Regions from separate parts of the Oryza sativa genome. Here region 1 is linked to region 2. Evidence: chromatin contacts called from public HiCAR-type data. All regions are on one chromosome and are shown on one strand. Each heading gives the region's core, a stretch centred on a gene start, on an enhancer-like site or on the middle of the called end of the contact. The rest is flanking DNA. Distances are from core to core; before and after follow the strand shown. Region 1 holds the start of LOC4345787 (glutamate decarboxylase 1). Region 2 holds the start of LOC4345775.

Region 1 (7,107 bases), core at 4,465-6,964, 170 kb before region 2:
CTAGCATCAAGTGAATTTGTGTGTCCTAATAAGGGGGATCAATGGGAAGCACCATATTGTAGCGATGGGGTCATGGGTGCATGCCTCCAGGGTTCAAATCCTGATGCCCACAGTTAAACGGACATGTGTGTCCATAGTGCAGAGGCCAGAAGTTACTTCCATTATCTAAAAATAAGGGGAATCAATTATATGCCGCTGAAGTAAATATTGCTATCATTGTCTTATTTGCATGTAGATAGGTTTGGGCGACGTGTCAGCCATACAGTAGTAGCGAATTCTCAACTGCTACTCATTTTCACCTAAAATCAAGTCCTTTCATTTTCCACAACCCAATTGATACTTATGAAGAGGTCAAGAGGGTAACAGTCTAATCTAGTCAAGCACAAGATCATGAGTACCAACAAAAAATGTTCTGCATCTTAACAAGTTTTCTCTGACACAAGGAAATGTCTAATCTAATTATTCTTCGTTGAGTCATGGAAGATTTAGCACACTTAGTATCCAATTTTGCCAAAGTAGCAATTCTCTAAACCACAGCTCAACAGTAATAAGCGGGGAAGGAAATAGCAAAATTCTCAACTGCCCAGACGGAATTGCCCAGATCTACAAAGGGGAAGCGGCATCTACATACTCGTAGAAGACTTTCTTGATTGGATCGTAGTGGAACCGTGGCACGACGAACGAATCCACCACCCGCAGCGCCGAGCGCGCGCTGGTGGCCGCCGGAGACGCCGCATCGACCGCCTCCTCCGCCTCGACAAGCAGCGCCACCACGCGCCGGACCGCGTCCCGGTCAAGGATCGACGACTGCAGTGCCCGACGCGCACATTATAGCCATGAAACTACCAAATTAGAGAACAGCAGACCACGGCGCGCGTACCAAATGAGACTAGAGGGAGAGAGAAGTTACGCGGCTCCTTGTCGAGCTCGTCGAGGAGGAGGTCGAGGGCGTCGTCCTCGGCGTCGGGGAAGCGGGCCAGGAAGGCGGCGGCCTCCTCGAGGGCGTCCACCTTGAGGGTGAACCCGCGCAGCCGGAACTTGCGCTGCAGCTTCTTCCGCGTCGCCGCCGAGGGCGTCGCCATGGGAGGGAGAGGGGGGCGTTGGGGAATGGCTGTGGCGGGAAAGCCGGGTTGGGGTTTGGAAATTGGCGGGAGCCGCGGTGGCGGTGGCGGTCGCTCGGACGACGAGGGCTGGCGGCGGCTAGAGTCGTCTTCAGTTCTTCACCGTGTCGCCAACGGCCCAATAGCTGAAGAAACCCATCAACTGGTTTATGCGGCTGGGCCGTTGCGGGCTGCCCCGTCGACCCTATTTAACCCAAGCTGGCTGGGTTCGTTTCTAATTGTGGAGAATACTTCTCGGCATGCAAAACATAATTAGCTAATAAATATTAGCTTAAAACATTTATAAAAAATTACTCCCTCTGTTTCAGATTATAAGACGTTTTGATTTTGGTTAAAGTCATACTACTTTAAATTTAACTACGTTTATGCACAAATATAGTAATATTTATAATACCAAATTAGTTTCATTAAATCAATAATTGAATACATTTTTAAAATAAATTTGTGTTAAGTTGAAATTATTACTATTTTTTTATAAACTTAGTCAAACTTGAAGTAGTTTGATTTTGACCAAAGTCAAAACGTCTTATGATCTAAAACGGAGGGAGGGAGTAATATGATTTTAAAGCGGAGTTTAACAGTTTAAAAAAACGTACGCATGAAAAACGAATAATTTAGTAGGGGATTTTTTTTTAGAGACGAAGAGAGCATAACAAAGAACACACCGTAGACAATTTGTGGCCTTACTGATGTGGCGTGTGGCAGCCCAGCAGGTCTACCCAAGTTGTTTTAGCCTTCTTTGGAAATTGGAACGCACTAGATTTTTTTAATGACTTTCATGGGAATTAGATCAAACTCTCTGAAATTTGGTACTAAAATTTATGGGTCTGACGTTTTCTGGAAACAATGGATAATTAGGAGTTTGATTCAAGACACGTGAACAGGGAAATTGGCATTTGAATTCAATTTCTATCCATTTGGATTATTGTATAAATTTTGAAATGGAATCCATTTTCTTACACTCACGGTATCATTCAAATGAGGCTCTACTATAGGATTCGAGTTCTATAGAAAGAAAATATATTAAGAATTAACATCATTTATGATGTATTATCATTTCTACTATATATGTCCTAAAATAAAGTAATTACTGACCATATTTGGATATTAGGATGTAGGGTGTATATTCAATAAATGAGATGTATGATAAGGGTGTGATGGATGTCGTGATGTTCTTAGATATTTTCCTAGCAAATATGTTCATGGAGAGGGTGTGATGGATGTCATGACGTTCTTATATGTGCTTTCTTGGAAGAGATGATATGGAGAAGGTGTGTTGGATGTCATGATGTTCCAACTGTCCTACCTTTGTGATTGTCGCTGTCCTCTCTTCTTTCTCCAATGATCTCATAACTTTCCTTAGGCTGTGTTTAGATCCAAAGTTTGTATCCAAACTTCAGTCCTTTTTCATCACATCAACCTGTTATACACACACAATTTTTCAGTCATATCATCTCCAATTTCAACCAAAATCCAAACTTTACGCTGAACTAAACACAGCCTTAACAAAGGAGTTTATGGCTGTGACAACTGCTCCTTTCAAAAAAAACAACTCCTATAATTTAAAATTCATATTAAAATAAATCAACTTACACATTCTTACCCATCATCGATTCACAAACTGAGAAAATATATCCCTTCCATACCTGTTACCTAACCACCCATCAGTCCTAAGTTTCAACTAATAAGGAGCATTTTAGTCTTTTCCCTTCTATTCTTATTGTTGCCTTAGGATAGTACACAAAGACCTTATGTTTCTTAAGTTTATTGTCAATTTGTTCCTGTGAAAGTACATCTAGGTTTTCTAAATGGGTTCTTTTACTAATTGATGATAAAACGATTAAGGGCCTAATATATTTAAGAAGTGTAGCAATAGTTTCTTTGAGGAAATCAATAACGCATGGTAATCCATAAAAGGAAAACAAAAGTGCGGTATATGGACCAAAAATAGTTGAAATTCATTTTTAATTTTGAAATTTGAGTCTAGGTATGTCGTATTATCAAGGGGACACATGCAATGGATTTTGGTGTAATCTCAATGTTCAAAACAACCCTTGATCTTTAGATGACATACACCTACTAGAACATGAACATTGGGCTAAATGTTCTATGTTTTTGGAGCTTGGGGACCAAAAGTTTTAGGCGAGTGTTATTTGTTCCAAGACTAGTGCTACTGTAAGTTTTGTTTTTGAGACTAGATGTTCTACATAATACACTAGGTTTGGCAAGAGGCTTGATCCAAGGTTCTAGATAAGATACTCTGCCAAGCAAAAAGAGTTGACAGGAAGTTCTTGTCCCTATAGCTAAAACTTTTGGCTTTTAAATCAATCCATCTATGAGCAACGACTAGTTTTCTATGGGCTTGGGTATTTGACTCCCCATCCACCTGTTTTCAAGGGGCTGACTATTCCCAAAACTGAAACACACTTCATAGCTTTCAAGAGTTTCCCCTCCTCCGCGACCTTAGATCTAGTGAATCTTTTGAGTTGGATTGAGTTAGATTGAAAAGCAAGTGAGGTTCGAGATTCATCCTTGAGCACTTGAGATTGACACCAAGAGCATTCGTCCTCCTAGCCAAGCCAGCTATGCAGTATTGTCCGTGAACATTTGTCAATTGTGGAATATCTTATAAGTTTCTTAAGGTGCTACCTCGCCTCTACATCAAAAAGGGGTAAAAGAGTGAAAACCAGGTTTAACCTTCATGGTCACCAGGTGAGATTTAGGGATGAGAGAACTTGGCTCTTCGAAGTTTCTCGGGAAGATGTAAGACCCGTGGATCCAAACTTAAGTAAATAAATATGTTCTCCTCTTCCCCTTTACCTTTTTTTTTTTGTTCTTTGGCTCAATCTATGTTGTTTGAGGTTGAGATGGTTGGTGATCTTGTTTAGTGCTTGTGTATTTGCTTGTCACCTCTTAGTTCTCGTAGTTTAGTTTTTTGAGTTTGGGTGTGTTTTATCTCGTGTTGGTTTGTTTTCTCTATGCGTTGACCAAATTATTTGAGTTGAGACTAGAAGTTCTGGATTTGACCAAAAGTTTTGCTATGTACTAATCCCACTAGGTAGTAATTTCTAACCTGCCAGAGCTTTCGGAATTTCTTAAATCTATCACTGTAGTTAAATCTACGATATTGTCAATATCCCCTAAAGAAATCTTATCTACCTCCCGGTTTAATGCAATAGCTACCTGCATGGGATTTACAGGTTATTCCATAGATAAGGCTGCAGCCCAAATATGGATTTTAATCTCTCGGGTGGACATCCACCCGCTTCTTACATGTTAACTAAACGATTATAATTTTTTTTAAAAAAAATAACAAAATAAATTAATATATAATATATCACTCCACAAATATGCAAGTTCGAATTCGACTTTTATAAGTTGTATCAAAAAATAATAAATTAAATTGTAACTAGTATACACATATTCACAATTAAATTTATTATTTTTGTTACAACTTACAAAAGTTGAATTTGAATTTGTATTTTTGTGAAGTGATATATTACATATTAATCTATTTTATTAACAATAATTTAAATATTTTCATAACCATTTAGTTACTAATAACGGGTGCACATCTACTCGAGGGTAGTTTTTCACTACAGGTTGCTGCTTCATAAAGGATTGGCTACGTAATTATTCCTTCTGGGTGCAGCACTGTAGCATCATGGCAGCCGACTAGCTCCATAGCCACAGACAATCCGTTTTTACATCAGAGCAAAGCTGCCGACACATTGTTCCTGAGGCCACCGAAGGCAGCGATTGGCACCATTTACACCAACTACAGAGACAGCAAGATCGGCTACGGCTGTGTTCGTTTGGAGAACAAAGCGAGTGAGTTTATTTCATTTTCCACGCGCACGTTTCCGAACTACTAAACGGTGTGTTTTTTGCAAAAAATTTCTATAGGAAAGTTGCTTTAAAAAATCATATTAATCTATTTTTAAAGTTTAAAATAGTTAATACTTAATTAATCATACGTTAATGGCTCATCTCGTTTTACGTCTCATTCTTCTCAAACACACGACGTCGCCAAAAGCAGTGACATATATCTGCCTGATTGATTAATCGGATGGACGATCGATGGCGCCTGCCTTCTCGAACAAGCGGGCCGGGTGGCGATTCTCTTTGTAACCATCATATATTTTCCTCCAGAACTTTGATCGACTTGGCTACATCATCGCGAACTCCATATATAATAAAGCTCGCGAAAGCGAAACTGACATGCACCATCGGATCGATCGCGCCTGGGAATTCCTCCACTCGATAAAGGTGGTGCTGAATCTCCTGAGGATGAACACGAAGATAAAGATTGATTGTTCCACATGATTAATTAAGTTTTAATTATTATAAATTTAAAAAATAAATTAATCTTATATTTTAGAGTAACTTTCATTCACACGAAATATACCGTTTAGCAGTTTGAAGAGTGTGCCACGGATATACGAAATTTCATCACCTCTTATTGGAGAAACAAACGCAGCCCCGACACCGGGACAACTCGGAGCGCGGGCGCCTCGCCGTGCCGACGCGTGCCTCGCCAACGTGTCGCAACGCCTCACTAAACAAAGCGGCCACACCACCACACGGCATCCGAAGAAGCCCACGTCCCCGTCGCGCCCGGGCCCCGAGTTGTCTCCCACTCGCCACTCGCGGCGTCACACGCACACCTCACACCACCACCACCACCAGAAGCAGCGTCGCGAAGAACTCGATTCCCTCGTCCGCGTCCCGCGCGCGGCCGGCGTCGCTGTCCCGGTGAACCGCCCGCAACAGCGATGGTGGTGAGCGTGGCCGCGACCGACTCGGACACGGCCCAGCCGGTGCAGTACTCCACCTTCTTCGCCTCCCGCTACGTCCGCGACCCGCTCCCGCGGTTAGTACTTAGCACCACCACCACCACGTCGTTTCATCTCAGCAGACATCAGTTGTTGTCACTTCTAATCTTCCACTATTAGTAGTACGGTTGCCACACTGCTAGCCAATCCACTTCGATTGGTTCCACCGCGCCTACCGAGTTTCCCTTGCTAGGCAGTAGAGAGAGTCTGTGATCGAGAGAGAAGAGGATCGAGCAGCTAGCAAGCCGGCGGGCGCCATGGTGCTCTCGCACGCGAGCTCCGGCCGGGACGACGCCGTGCGCTGCACCTTCGCGACGCGCTACGCCTGCGAGACGCTGCCGCGGTGCTGGCTGCATGCTCCGATCTCTCGGTTGGGTTTTGGCCAATTTGGGCGCCGCGCGGGGCTGTGCTGATCGATCGATTGCTTCGTTGTTGAGTGTGCAGGTTCAGGATGCCGGAGCAGTCGATCCCGAGGGAGGCGGCGTACCAGATCATCAACGACGAGCTGATGCTGGACGGGAACCCGCGGCTGAACCTGGCGTCCTTCGTCACCACGTGGATGGAGCCCGAGTGCGACAAGCTCATCATGGACTCCGTTAACAAGAACTACGTCGACATGGACGAGTACCCTGTCACCACGGAGCTCCAGGTCGGAATTAAACCACATGGGATCTTTCTTCTATTTTGTTCTCCGGGCTGATAATACTTGCCCTTTTGGACAAGGGTGAAGTCAAACTTTAGAATCTTTGATTATAAATCATTTTTAAAATATTTGTCTTTTAAATATGGTGACTATTATGGTGACTATATGTATAGATTAGTCTTAAAAATTATTTTAATAAGATCATATATTTGCTAACAATTTTATACATATTATAATAAAAAATAATAGTTAAAGTTGTTTTTTTTGGAGACCGTGCCCTTGTCCAAAACGACAAGTATTATCAACCCGGAGGGAGAACATATATATGGGGGGAATCCTGTTTCAACACAAGTAATGTTACGTACTCCCGTTGTGAGATTTGCTTTGAGATTCGCGCACCAGCATAGTTGATTGAATTCCTCTGTTTAGTTCAGCTCTAGTCTTAAGGAATAATTAATTTTGTGGAACTAATTAGTACAGCTCTAGTACTCCACTTCGCAAGGATGGA
Region 2 (6,418 bases), core at 1,411-3,910:
GTTCGTCGACGTTGACGACGGCTGCTTCCGATCCACCGAGCGATCACCCGGTTGTAGCCGTACTTTAGAAGTCGGTTAATGCAGGGGTCCCTTCTGTTTTACCTCTGCGAGGTCGTGGTAGCCAAATCTAGCGCGAGATATCCCCATTAGATCCCTAGCTTCCAGTATCGGTCCCGTGCTTATTTTTTATATCACATTGTAAATAACTTTTATTTCTCTTAATAGAAAAAAATATGCTTCTTGCGTATTCCCCAAAAACCCGGTTGCAGCATCACGACGTGGACACTCTGAAGCTGCCGTTGTTCGAGTGGGAGGTGGATGGCACGCTCCAGCTCGAGGAGGAGTTCTGGTCTCTCCCAAGCTACCAGGGATCACCTCTGCCACGGATTACGCCGACGTTCCCGGTCTTCAGCATGCACGAGGCCGACGTTCTCCACTTCATACTGGACAGACCTGGATATGATGACAAGTGTTGGGTGATTACTGTCGACATTAAGAACAAGTCCTCCTTGGGTAGTAGCAACGAATTTCGTGACTATCTCATGATCTCCACTGACCTTTCCAAATACTCCCTCCGTCCCAAAATGTAATTATTTTTAGCTATGAATCTACCTATGTGTTTAGATTTATAGCTAAAAATTATTATATTTTGGGACGGAGGTAGTACCTGAATATATACTCCAACACAGGTGATTAAATGCTTGCATGTATTTTAGTTGGAAGAGGAAGACTATTAATCTCTCTAGCCTTGCACTGAAGAGTTCAACTAGGTAGAATCTGGAGCCTAGTTGCTATTTGGACGGGTTATCAACAATAGGAGCCGACTGAGTGGGAGGAAGCACGGTCAGTTCAATATTGGTGGGAGAGTTTAGCAAATACACGCGGCGTCCCAAAAAAGGGCCTTCGATCCCTCATACTGCTAGTCGTCTGGAAAATCTGGAAGGAGAGGAACAGACGGATCTTCGACCACAAAGAGGCAGCAACAGGCTTCTCTAATCAAGAATCAAGGAGGAGGCTAGTCTTTGGGTTCTAGCGGGAGCTAAAAGATTGCGTGATCTAGTCCCGCACTATATATAGTGTATAGCTCATACTTCCCTTTCTTTACCCTTAGGGGTTGTATTTTTTTCCTGCTCTATTCAATGAAAAAGGCACACATGTGCTGTTTTCCGTTAAAAAAAAAAGAGTTCAAGTCTTCTAAATGTCTTTTGTACGCCCCTTCTCACAACTTTTTAAAGCCATTTATATGTACATAGTTATCCCAAAATAACGCGCGGTTATCATATCTAATACTATCTCCATATTTTAATGTATGACGCCGTTGACTTTTTATCTAACGTTTGACCATTCGTCTTATTAAAAAAAGTTATATAATTATCATTTATTTTATTGTGATTTGATTCATCATCAAATATTCTTTAAGCATGACATAAATATTTTCATATTTGTGCAAAAAAATGAATAAAACAAATGGTCAAACGTTGGTTAAAAAGTCAACGACGTTATATATAAAAATACGGAGGGAGTAGTAAACAATGAGATGCATTATTTTAAAAGAGAGATCGAACGAGGCTAAAGTGAACAATAAACCTGATTTCTTGAATTAACCATGAATACCTAATTTGTAACAGAGAATGCATGGCATCCACATAACAGAACAAACAAATTTCAGTGGAGCCCAACTAAAGTTTACCAAAGGAAAAGTTCTATAAAAAGGAATACCAAAAAAGTTGAACCTGCTTTCTGTTTTTCTGCTACTTCAGGAGAACGTTAATTACTGCGATGACTGATCAATCAACAGTTCTCACAAATGGCATCGAACGCAGCCAGCACTACCATTGACTAGGTAGTGCGCATGCAGTTACTCGAGGCTCCCAGCAATATTAGGTCCAAGCACTAATAATTAAGAAGCACATTGGTAGCACAGCTCAATGGCTTATAGTATAGGGACTCTGCCTCTCTCTGCCTCTTGTTAATTCCTGCAACATAAGTGAGATGTGCACATTCCAAGATTATGTAATTTGATTAGGTGAAGTGGTTAAAGCATTAGTGATTTCTATGTGCCGGTCCGAGTGGACTCTTCCCATCTCATAGAGTCATGGAGAATGTTCCTCTTTCAAGTGGCATATCAAAAACTAAAAGAGAGACTGAAGAGGCACACTATCTGAATTTTCGTTTATAAACGACTCCACATCCTGAAATATTTTGACATAGCAGATACTACAAGGTTTCAAAATACTGCAATATTTTGAAACATAAAGAGAGTGAGGTCTTGAGAGCTAGAATGGTCGCACACGAAAAAAAAAACACGAAATGTTAGAAGTATTTGTAAACTTCAGATGGTTAAAAATTGTTTCCGAATCTTCAAACCCATTCGCTCAGTGTTGCTAGCTTTCAAAAGAATGTGTGATTAATTAGTAAATTCTTGTCAACAAATGTTTATTAACGAGCAGTTTTAATTCATGCAGCTCTTTTCCATGCAAGAAACCACTAACTTTAAGTCTTTACTAGTAATCTTGAAATGGATAGTGATCTTTCAAAAAAAGAAAAAGGAGAACCTGAAGTGGAGTCCAAACTTCAAACACGTATGCATGCTTTTGCCGCCACCACGCACAGTGTTGGCGACAACCGTTGCAGCTGATCCACACACCTATTTAAGTCACTGAACAGCATCAGTGCACGCTGCCTGACCTCGACGCCGGCGCCGACGAGGACGCGCGCGCACAAGCTAGCAGCGTGCCGGCGACGAGGCCGTCAGCCATGGGCACGTTCCTTGGCCACTTCGTCCCAGGCCTCGCCTTCGCCATCCTCGGCTTGTGGCACGCGCTGAACACCGTCAGGGCGTACAAGCTCAAGGGCGCCTCCGGCTTCCGCGCCGCCGCGTGGTTCCCCTTCCCGTCGCCGGTGCCCGGCCTGAAGCACCTGGAGCTCTACCTCCTCCTCTCCTTCTCCGTGCTCGCCATCGTCGACCAGCTCGTCGACTTCCCACTGCTCTCGTTCACTATCCAGCCGGACGCCCTCGAGCACGCCACCATGTACCTCCACCTCGCCGTGTACGCGTCCGTGGCGCTCGCCGCCGACGGTGTCGCTGCGTCGTCCTCCCACCACGGCGGCGCGCAGGCGCAGCTCGGGGAAGTGGTGGCCGCGCTCGCCGCGTCGGTGTTCGGCCAGGAGCTGTTCCTGCTCAGGTTCCACTCCGCCGACCACGCGGGGCTCGAGGGGCACTACCACTGGCTGCTCCAGCTCGTGGTCACCGCTTCGCTGGTCTCCACCTCCGCCACCGTCGTCCTCCCGAGGAGCTTCGCCGTCGCGGTGGTCCGGTCGGCGTCGGTGCTGTTCCAGGGCCTGTGGTTCATCGTCATGGGCTTCGCGCTGTGGGTCCCTGCCCTCGTGCCGAGGGGTTGCCACGGCGCGGAGGCCGGCGGCGGCGCCATGCGGAGCGCGGTGGCGTGCCCGACGGACGAGGCGGCGCGGAGGGCGGTGGTGATGGCGAACCTGCAGTTCAGCTGGGTGCTCGCCGGCGTGTGGGCCGTGACGGCGTACCTGTGCCTCAGGGTGGGTGGATCCCGGAGCATGGAGTACAGGCAGATTCAGGCGCCTAGCGGCGGCGACGTCGGTGCCCTCGCCGGCGACGGGGACGCGACGCAGTCGCAGAAACGCGTGTTCCCCGTGTCAGACAACGTGTAGAAAGGGAGGAGATGTCGCGTGGCGGCAGCAAACACTTTGTTTGCACTGGTGGATGGCAGAAAACTGGGCCGAGGTTTTGTTGGGCCTCCAGATTCAGTGCCATTTGTCACTTGGGCCTTTTGTAATGTACTCTGCAATAAATTTGGGTGTATGGCCATTTTTATCTCTCCCGGCTTACTTTGAATGGAGGAATTTTAGAGGATTTTCGCAGGATCGAATCGGGCTAATTTACGTGAAATTCCTGCAAATACATGGATTCTAAAGGAGCCGAATAACTAGTTAAATTGCAACAAAAAAAATTCTTCATTCCTAAGGAGATCTTAAACTGTAAAAACTGAAGCACAATAGTTTGTATTATTGTGTTTCTCTGGTACATCTGGCACTGCAGCAGTCATACAGTCTTACTACTACCACTGCTGCTGATGCTAACCATTGGTTTTTAGATCGGACAAGTTGGAAACGCCTACCAGTTGCCTGCAGAAGCTCTTATTCAGAAAAGGCAGCTGTTGATCAGGGGAAAACGGGAAATGGTGAGCAAAACCGCGGTCTCTCTGCTGAGAAGCACACAGAATCTTGTTCCACGGGATTAACTAGCTAGAGACCTATCGAAAAAATTACTCGTAACTAGCTAGGGCTTTTTGGAAAGTGTTAGCGTCCTCATCTAAATCTCTCCTTAGATTAACTTAAAGAAGAGTTCCTGGATTGATCTAGACGTTTACTTTCGAGCGAGCGCGCGATTCCTGCGTGCATGGTTAGATTGCTTAGGTCTATCTGAAGAATATATGCTAGCTAAGCTGTGATTTAGATGAATCAACTAGGTGCTACATAGCCAAAATATTATGGATTGAAAATCCGATACTCGGAGTACACGTGTTCTGCCTCCAACAATTCAAGCATATGTACAAAATTACCGTGAAAGGCCATGTAGCCTAGTGGTTGCAGTGACATGAGTACTACCCTAAGATCCTGAGTTTAAATCTTTATAGGAGCGAATTTCAGTTTAGGTTATTTGCTGAGCTTGCCACATCAACCAATCAGCTCTGACTCCAACCATCACACCGTCTTGTTGTTGTACCAAGGTGGCATCGTGCACCGCAACTCCACCATCTCAAACACCTCCTATAATAAGTTTCTTGACAGCGTTGTTGGTTCCGAGGGTTGCTCGTCTTCTGCCTAACAGAGTCCATCCACCAAACCAAAGCCTCTACTATTGCCATGAAGCTCCCCACGACTGAAAGCTGGAAGCAGATCGATCATTAGAGGGCGAGGAGCTCGGGGAAAGTGAGGAGGTCCAGTCGATTGAATGAGACCATTTCGCTGTTCACAGGGTTGCCATCTGTGATGATGTTCGCTGTGTCCCACGGCCTTTCAACTAATAGGAAACCAACTAGCTTCTCCCGCTCCAAAAACCACCTCCTTAACAAGTGGCCTCACTAGCCAACCTCTTCGTCGGCCACTCTAGTCGATGCCAACTACCCCGGCACTGCAACACTAGTGCCACACCTCCTACGCCTACATCATCAACCATCACTGATCCAACTCCCGCCTAAGCCACGACCACTCCCTGCTCTTGAGGGAGACCTCTCCCTTGCCAGATCCAGCCAAGAATGTCTGGATCTAGACTTGGCGAGGCCGACCAGCCGACACCATCGCTTCCGGCCAACCACAACTTGCCGCCCCATGCCGACTCCCTCTTTTCCGCTACTTGCCCTAGCGCTGCTATGAGGGGAGGTTTCGCGTAGAGACATATGTTTCATACATTATATCCAAAATAATAATAAAAAGCTTAAAAAATATTTGTAGATGTATATTGAGATGCCATCAGTCACTCCATAAGCATATAAGCCATGCACAGGAAATGCATATAATGTATTTTCATCTCTCGAAAGGACATCCCTCGTTTCTACATGCCACCTAAGTAATCTAAAAAAAGTGAACTTTTTGATAAAATAGATTAATACGATATATACCACTCCACAAATATGCAACGTTAAATTCAACTTCTATACGTCGTAAAAAAAAGGAACAAATTAAACTGAAACCAGTTAATGTACATTTGCAATTATATTTTGTTATTTTTGTTACAACTTGTAAAAGTTAAATTTGAACTTACATGTTTATGTAGTGATATACTCCCTCCGTCCCAAATAAGTGCAGTTTTGCACTATTCACGTTCAACGTTTGACCGTTCGTTTTATTTGAAAAATTTTTATGATTAGTATTTTTATTGCTATTAGATGATAAAACATGAATAGTACTTTATGTGTGACTAAATATTTTAAAATTTTTCAAATAAGACGGATGGTCAAACGTTGAGCACGGATATTCACGACTGCACTTATTTTGAGACGGAGGTAGTATTTCGTATTAATCTATCTTACCAATTTTTTTCAACTTTGTTATGATCATTGGATGAAAACACTTTTCCAACAACGACGACTAGTTATTAGATAGCCAAATCTTTGCTGTCTTCACGCCATATGTTATAATTTCTAGATGATACGGCAATTTACTACACTGTCAAAATCGTAACAAATTAAATGGCACGCCCGAGTTATAAAAATGTGAATAGACTTTCTTATACTTGCATTGTGACTTGTGAAATGACTTTCCTAACGGAGCATGACGAGCACACGTTGAATTTGCCCCAAAACCAACAAGTTCATAAACACACACAGACGCCGCCTCAACAGAAGGTGAGAACGGTCGTCGTCAAGTCAAGCCTTCCAACTTC

Evidence for each region. HiCAR-type assays count read pairs that join an accessible place to other places.
Region 1: a contact with region 2 is called in a HiCAR-type map of leaf, with 2.0 times the contacts expected there. The contact joins the promoter of LOC4345787 here to the promoter of LOC4345775 in region 2. A contact is called at or near these places in 4 of 15 Hi-C or Micro-C datasets (leaf, panicle and an unstated tissue) and 1 of 4 datasets of contacts at active chromatin or transcription factors (leaf).

What each region holds. Positions count from the first base shown.
Region 1 is chr8:23,020,993-23,028,099 of ASM3414082v1, reverse strand. LOC4345787 (glutamate decarboxylase 1) reads left to right here and starts at 5,714. Exons shown (of 7, transcript XM_015794637.3): 1 at 5,714-5,994; 2 at 6,401-6,605. The coding sequence starts at 5,897. It also overlaps the pseudogene LOC9272695.
Region 2 is chr8:22,851,873-22,858,290 of ASM3414082v1, reverse strand. It overlaps LOC4345775, which reads left to right and starts at 2,660. Exons shown (of 1, transcript XM_015793228.2): 1 at 2,660-3,849. The coding sequence starts at 2,758. The coding sequence ends at 3,684.